Linked DNA regions of Mus musculus: region 1 is linked to region 2. A link is a contact called in public HiChIP or PLAC-seq data. All regions are on one chromosome and are shown on one strand. The core of a region is the stretch at or near the end of the contact, and the rest is flanking DNA. Distances in the headings are between cores, read along the strand shown. Region 1 has its middle 8.6 kb from the start of Gm31125. Region 2 holds the start of Acot11 (acyl-CoA thioesterase 11).

The links. HiChIP or PLAC-seq counts read pairs in DNA pulled down with a chosen protein or histone mark.
Region 1: a contact with region 2 is called in an H3K27ac HiChIP or PLAC-seq map of embryonic stem cells, with 6 read pairs. The contact joins the enhancer-like site here to the promoter of Acot11 in region 2. A contact is called at or near these places in 6 of 39 promoter capture datasets (the 3T3-L1 cell line, the C10 cell line, the HPC-7 cell line and 3 more), 3 of 15 datasets of contacts at CTCF or cohesin (CD8 T cells, the G1E-ER4 cell line and the NIH/3T3 cell line), 32 of 484 Hi-C or Micro-C datasets (the Ba/F3 cell line, CD4 T cells, CD8 T cells and 20 more), 8 of 115 datasets of contacts at active chromatin or transcription factors (the HPC-7 cell line, effector CD8 T cells, embryonic stem cells and 2 more) and 3 of 9 other capture datasets (adipose tissue, liver and pancreatic islet).

What each region holds. Positions count from the first base shown.
Region 1 is chr4:106,847,157-106,850,465 of GRCm38.p6, forward strand. No RefSeq gene overlaps it. Among named protein-coding and RNA genes, the nearest start is that of Gm31125, 8.6 kb to the left of the region's middle. Within about 2 kb of position 1,530, at least 225 of the 459 cell types and tissues checked have an H3K27ac peak or open chromatin away from gene starts, as enhancers often do. A contact at or near this core is called in the Ba/F3 cell line, the G1E-ER4 cell line, the HL-1 cell line and 15 more, where this site is marked.
Region 2 is chr4:106,797,800-106,801,333 of GRCm38.p6, forward strand. It overlaps Acot11 (acyl-CoA thioesterase 11), which reads right to left and starts at 2,032. Exons shown (of 16, transcript NM_025590.4): 1 at 1,885-2,032. The coding sequence starts at 1,917.

The DNA.
Region 1 (3,309 bases), core at 280-2,779, 49 kb after region 2:
TAGTGATGGCTGAATTAAGAAGTATCAAGAAGGTCACTTGGTCACTTTTCTCTGGAAAGCTGTCCCGACTATTCTAACCGCTGCCCAGTCTTGGTCTGACCCTCCCCAGGGTCCCTGCCCTCTCTGCTTTCTGGTCACAGCATCAGCCTGCAGGTTCCTAGTGGTGCCTTTGACAGGCAGGACAATGGGCTTCCTTCCCAGACTCCACCTTCAGGGGAATCAGCCTTGCTGCCTTAGGGTTTTGCCCCAGTGTTTGAAACAAGGAAGACATTCGGTAAATGTTTGTAAAAAGGGGAGAGAATTCCTTCATTCAACAAACATTTATTGACCTTTTCAACTGCAGCCCTCAACAGCCCCACATGTTCTTAGGCTGCCTCTCTCCATCCCTGTAGATGTACTGGAAAGGGTTAGTATGCCTAGCTTCATCACTAAGACCAGGTGGTAATTATGAACATTATCTGAGACAGGTCCCCACATAGCCTCACGCTTGTACCTTGAGGAACTCAAGATTCAGAGAGAGGAGGAAATAATTTGCCTAAGGTCACACGGACGGTCTAGTTGAGGCTGACCTTCACCAACCCATTCTCCAGTTCCCAGACCTACTGCCTGAGACAGGGTTGGTCCAGGGTTTTCTTGGGACAGTCCCAGTGGAAGAAATCCTCCCAGTTCCCTTTGCCTGGATCGCCAGCCTGCCCTTCAATGCCTCTTCAGTTGTGAGACAGCCAAGTCCAGCTTGTTCACAGCCCAGCAGCTGTGAGCCCCTTACCCCTTATCCCCTCCCGGTGCTGCCTTGGGCTGAGCACCCCACCCCCAGTACCCCCAGAGGCCCCATTTGGGGAAAGGGAGGAGGGAGGAAAAGAGAAACCCACGGGGCCTCCAGGGCACAGCCCTTGAGGAGCCCCGGTGTTTGGTTTCAATTAGGAGGAGAAATTCCAGGAAGCCAGGCCAGTGCTGGGGGGAGGGGGTGTGCAGAGCAGGGTTTAGAAAGAGGAGGCTCCTGGAATCCAGCCTCCGGAAGAGGCTCCCAGAGGGCTGAGCTCAGGGCCAGTTGGGGAGCTGTGTGACCTGTAGGGCCAGGCTCCTGTCCCAGGTCGGTGTGTACCTTCAGAGTGGCTAAGAAGTGGGCCAGGTGCCTGTTATCCTATAGATTCTCAAGACTCAGGGAACAGGGGCCAGCATTGCCTCGCTCCTGTTCTTGCTAACATTGTTCTGGAAATTCCAGCTTGGGGTGGGGAGGGCGCCTGATGACAACGCAGTCAGCCACATACCGAGATGGCCTTAGCCAGGAGTCGAGCCAGCCCAGGAGCCCCAGGTGCAAACACAACAACAGCTATGCAGGATAGTCCCCTGGAGACAGATGGAGCACCCAGGAGCAGGGAGTTGAGAAGCCAAGAGGAGAACGGATGCCCCTGTCCTGTTCACCCTGCCCACCTTGGCACACTGCCTCTGCTACTTGGCACCCAGCAAGCGCTGGGTAGAGTCTTGCCACATTGATGGCGATGAGCTCTGTTGGGAAATTTCAAAGGAAGTTTCTTAGAAAAGGGTTGTATCTAAGTGAGAAACAGGTAAGGATCAGCCCGTAGCACAGCGGGCACCTCACAGTGTGCTGACAGAAGTTGGGACATTACCCTGCAAGCCATAGGGATCTCCTAAGAGAAAACCAGGGGACCATTCAAGCAAAGACCTATAGTTCGCAGCAGTATTAGGGAAGCAGAGCTGGCTTCATGACAGAGCTCACTCTTGGCTGCCAGGTCCCCAGCTGTCCACTCAATGTCGCTTCTTTTCTGCCAGTCCCTGCCACTGTCAGAAATCTTGGCTGCTTGGGGTCTGTCACTTCAGTGCTGAGTGACTCTGGGTTACATGCCCTAGACCAGAAGGCAGACCAACAGATCTTCCCAGGTGTGGCACAGGCTATGAGTGGGATGGGGCAGTGAGGTTCCAAAGTTCACAGACCAAGCCATAGAAAAACGGAGCCTCTGCCCTGTTGTCATGGTGGCAAACATCTTTAATCCCAGCATCCAGGAGGCAGAGGCTGGTGACCTCTGTGAATTCAAGACTGAAAAAAAAAAAAAAAAAAAAAAAGCCGGGCGTTGTGGTGCATACCTTTAATCTCAGGAGGCAGAGGCAGGCAGATTTCTGAGTTCGAGGCCAGCCTGGTCTGCAAAGTGAGTTCCAGGACAGCCAGGGCTATACAGAGAAACCCTGTCTTGGAAAAAAAAAAAAAAAAAAAAAAAAAGCCACCATGTGGTTTTTGGGAATTGAACTCAGGACCTCTGGAAGAGCAGTTGGTGCTCTTAACCACTGAGCCATCATCTCTCCAGCACACCCTCCTCTGCTTTAGATTTATTTTTATTTCCTGTGCATTTTTGTTTTGCCTGCAGGTATGTCTGTGTGAGAACGCCAGATCCTCTGAAACTGGAGTTCCAGACAGCTGTGAGCTGCCATGCAGGTTCTGAGAATCGAACCTGGGTCCTGTGGAAGAGCAGCCGGTACTCTTAGCTTCTGAGTCATCTCTCCAACCCTCTTTTGTTTAGTTTTAATTTTTATTTGGGGTTTGGAGATATACCCTTGTGGAGGTCAGAGGACAACTTTCAAGGGTTAGTTCTGTCCTACATTCAGGATTCAAACTCAGGAGGTCAAGCATAGACAGCAAACAGTTTTACCTGAAGAGCTATCTGCCCCCCTTGTTTTGTTTTGGTTTTTTGTTGTTGTTGTTGTTGTTGTTGTTGTTGTTTTTTAAGACAGAGATGGGGGTTGGGGGGGCTGGTGAGATGGCTCATTGGGTAAGAGCACCCAACTACTCTTCCAGGCTGCTCTTCCGAAGGTCCGGAGTTCAAATTCCAGCAACCACATAGTGGCTCACAACCATCCGTAACAAGATCTGACGCCCTCTTCTGGAGTGTCTGAAGACAGCTACAGTGTACTTACATATAAATAAATAAATCTTTAAAAAAAAAAAAAAAAGACAGAGATAGGGTTTCTCCAGGTTGCCTTGGCCATCCTGGAACTAATGCTGTAGTCCAGGCTGGTCTTGAATTCATGGAGATGCACCTGCCTCTGCCTTCTGAGTGCTGGAATTTAAAGTGTGCACCACCACGTGGCTCAGCTCAAGTTCCTTTAGGTTGTGTCTTCAATTAACAAAGGCTCAGTTTAAGGCTGGTGTGAGGGTTGATATGTCTCTTAAAACCTTTATATTTATTGTAAGACAGTCCTGTTTATATCTGCAGCCAGCCTTGAACACTCAACCTCCTGAGTGCCAGGGTTACAGGCATTTGCCACCACACCTGGTGTTAATGCCTTTCTTAACCT
Region 2 (3,534 bases), core at 782-3,281:
ACTGGTTACATTTCTTATGCTATAGCCAAGTACCTAACAAAGCAGCTGAAGGAAATACGGGCTTGTTTTGGCTCACAGTTTGAGGAAACACAGTCTAGAGGTAAGGAAATGATGGTGTCAGGTGGTCACACTGTGTCTACAGACAGGAAGCCTAGAGAGGCAATGCTGGTACTGAGATACGTGCTCTTTTTTCTCTTTTTATGGGGTCCAGGCCATAGGAATCTGCTATCCACACTCAGTGTGGGTTTCCCTCCTCAGTTGAACCTCTATGGAAACCATCTCACAGACATACCCAGATCCTGAACCCAGACAATCTGACAGCAAAGACAACTGACAGCCATCACAAGGTTGATAAAGTGGACCTGCCTCACTGAACTGAGGACGTTAACATGGGCACACTCTGAGCATGCTCCCTGGCAAAGTCAGAGCGTGGACATACTCTACCCTGGGCTCGGGGGACAGAAGCAAGAGGCCCAATAGCTCAGATTCCATCCTAGACATGGCAGAGAAACTGCCTGTCCACATTCATTCCCTAGGTATCCCTTTGCCTCTGACCAGGACTAGGTATACCAAGCACAGCTTGTAAAGTTTACTGGGGTAGAAGAGAGAGACACACAGCCAAATCTTCCATCCCAGTGAGAGCGGGGCTCATAAAGACTGCACAGTGCCATGAGAAATCTAGGAAGGCTTTCCAGAGGAGGCAGCATCCCAGCTGAATCCGAGGGCTGAGAAGGAAACCGCCAAAGAGACGGCAGGCTGACAGAGGTGCAAGGGAGGCCAAGGTCACTGGTGGTCACTGGTGGAAGGTACAGAATATATGGCAGCTAGAGAGAGCCAAGGTGGAACACTAAGACAGAAAAAGCCAATCCCTACAGTGCTGCTGAGAACACAGAGGGAGGATGGTGGGGTGTGGAGAGAGCTGGGCAAGCCTGCCAGGTAAGACTGAACAGGTGGGCACACACCACAGCTAGCTTTTCAGAGATAACCACTAGTGGGGTAGCAGATGGAAGGAGCTGGGTGAGATCCTAAAAGTACAAAGAGCCCGGGCTGGGCAAGGATGCCACTTGAGGGAAAGGACGGGTGAGATGTGTATTTAGCCAGGGCACTTTTTAAAAGGCCTTTTCTGTACCGACCTCAGTTGGCAGATACTCTTGCCCAGCACTGGCGGTACAGCCTGTCCCAAGCCCTTCTCCAGGCACCAGGCCAAAGGCCCCCCAATGAGCCACTATGCACTTGGGTGTTTCTGGGACCTCAGCACCTATCTCAACTCCAAAGTCCCAGTTAGGAGGTTCCAGGAAAAAAAATACTCTCGAAGGTCATTGCATAGGACATTTTCCACATGGCCTTTCCCTCACAGGCTGTGTTCTTACTCTCCTGTTCTCGCCTTGTACACACACCCTCACGTCGTAAATTCTGTCAGGCCATAGCCTTGGAGTCCTGAGCGGGAGAAGTGATGAGGCCCAGAGCTCAGATGGCAGGCAGCGGGATTGTGCACAGGACCCAGGGAGACACACACACACACACACCAGCAGCAGCTGGATTGTAACATGACACACACACAGCAGCAGCAGCAGTATTATGCACAAAACACACACATACACACTCAACCAAACAGAATGCCAGAACTTGCTACAGAAGATTCCATTCCACCTAACCACAAACTGCCAGCCTGAGGGAGCCTACTGTCCCCGGGTCTCTTTGGGGAGAGTACTAGTTATAACTTAAGAAGTCCGTGGGTTCTGCAATATCTCCTTCTAAAGAAGACTACAGACAGATCCCGACTAAAGATGCAGATCCTGACTTTAGAGGAAAGCATCTACTTTCTGGGCCCCCACACCAGGAGACCCATTTGTCTCCCAGGCCACCCTAACCCACAGTCCATACCCTTCGCAAGTGGTTGCCCACATTCTGAATCATTGCTGCTCCGTTTGCTGGGTTGCCAGGCTGTGGGGGGGTCTGTAGGCTCCTAAAGGGCCGCTGGTCACCTGAGCCCTGGGACTGCCAGCAAGTCCAAAAGCAGCCGGCTTCTCCTGGCTCCTCCTCCCAAGGTCCCCGCCCTCCGGAGCCAGCTGTTAATATCTCCGCCCCTTGTCCTGGCCTCTCCTCGATCCGCCCTCTGTGCGCCCCCCCTCCAACCCCAGCACAGAAAGCTCCCTAGCACCTGCCAACTGGGCCACAACCACGTGGGGCCTGTTGCCCACCTACTGGCACCACCGGACTCTATGTCTCTAGACTCAGGCAAATGCCAGCCCCCACTCCAGCCCCCTACCCCTGTCCTTGCCTAACAGAATAGAAGTCCCAGAGCTCCCATTCTCTTGCCAGGGAGTCCATCCGTCCACAAGAGGGCAGGCTGGAGTGTAGCAGGATGCCAGGGAGCTGCCAAGGCCTCCTAGAGAGACACCAGACCCACCTGCCAGAGTTTTACCTTCCGGAGTGCTACCCGACTGGCTCCTGGGCCCAGGTTGTTAGCATCCAGCAACTGCCGAACAGGGTTTATACACCGGGCCCTGACAGCCACTTCCTTATAAGCAGGTAATTCTTGTAAATGAGGCGCCTGCCAAAGTACACCCAGTATGCCACGTGGTACTCAGCACCCATGGCCATCAACGAGTGAAAGTTCTCCAGGACTTTCCCTGTCCTCTGTCACTTCTGCAAGAGGTTCGAGGCAGACGACTAGAGACACACTCTGGTCAGGACTAAAAAAGCCAAAGGGAACTGGTGACCAAATGGCTGAGGACAAGTCGCGGAGCACCAGACCCCTGCTGTGACTCAGGCTTCCTGCTGATCCTCTTTCTACATCGCAGGGATGATCCCTGGGGCTGGAAAGGGATGTATCCAAGGCGCCATGGCCACTATGTAGCAGATGGGGACAGATCAGCAGACATGTCCTCTGCCTCCTGCTTCTGCTTTCATTCTCTACACAGTTACTAACAAGTCCTCTGCCAAAGGCCCCGAGTTCACTACCATGCCTGGGACTCTGGGCAAGTCCTCTCTTCTCTCAGAGCCTTGACTCTAGGAATCAAGGACTCGCACGTCTTTCCTTGTGAGTTCTCATCAACGATCTGCACTTCTGTATCTGCAGATGAGAAACTGAAGTTATACCCAAAAGACAGCAAGATAAACACCATTGTGCTAACTCTCGACTCCCAACACTCAGGAACCTAAGGTAGAAGGATGGCCATGAGTTCAAGGCCAGCCTAGGCTACATGTTGAGTTTCAGGCCAGCCTGATTTATAATACAATGTTAGACACTGTAAAAAAAAAAAAAAAGAGGGGTGGGGACAGAGAAATGGCTCAGTGGTTAAATGTTCTTGCTACTCTTCCAAAAGAGCCCAATTCGGTCCCAGTATCCATGTCAGATGGCTCAAAGCCAACTGTAACTGAAGCTCTAGGAAATCAGATGTCTCTGAGCTCTACCACATCTGCATTCATGTGCACATACATACCCAGATGCAGACACACACACCTATACCTAACTAAAAACAAAAAAGTAAGTATTTTCTGAATGGGGGTAGAGGTTGGAGAGATAGCCCA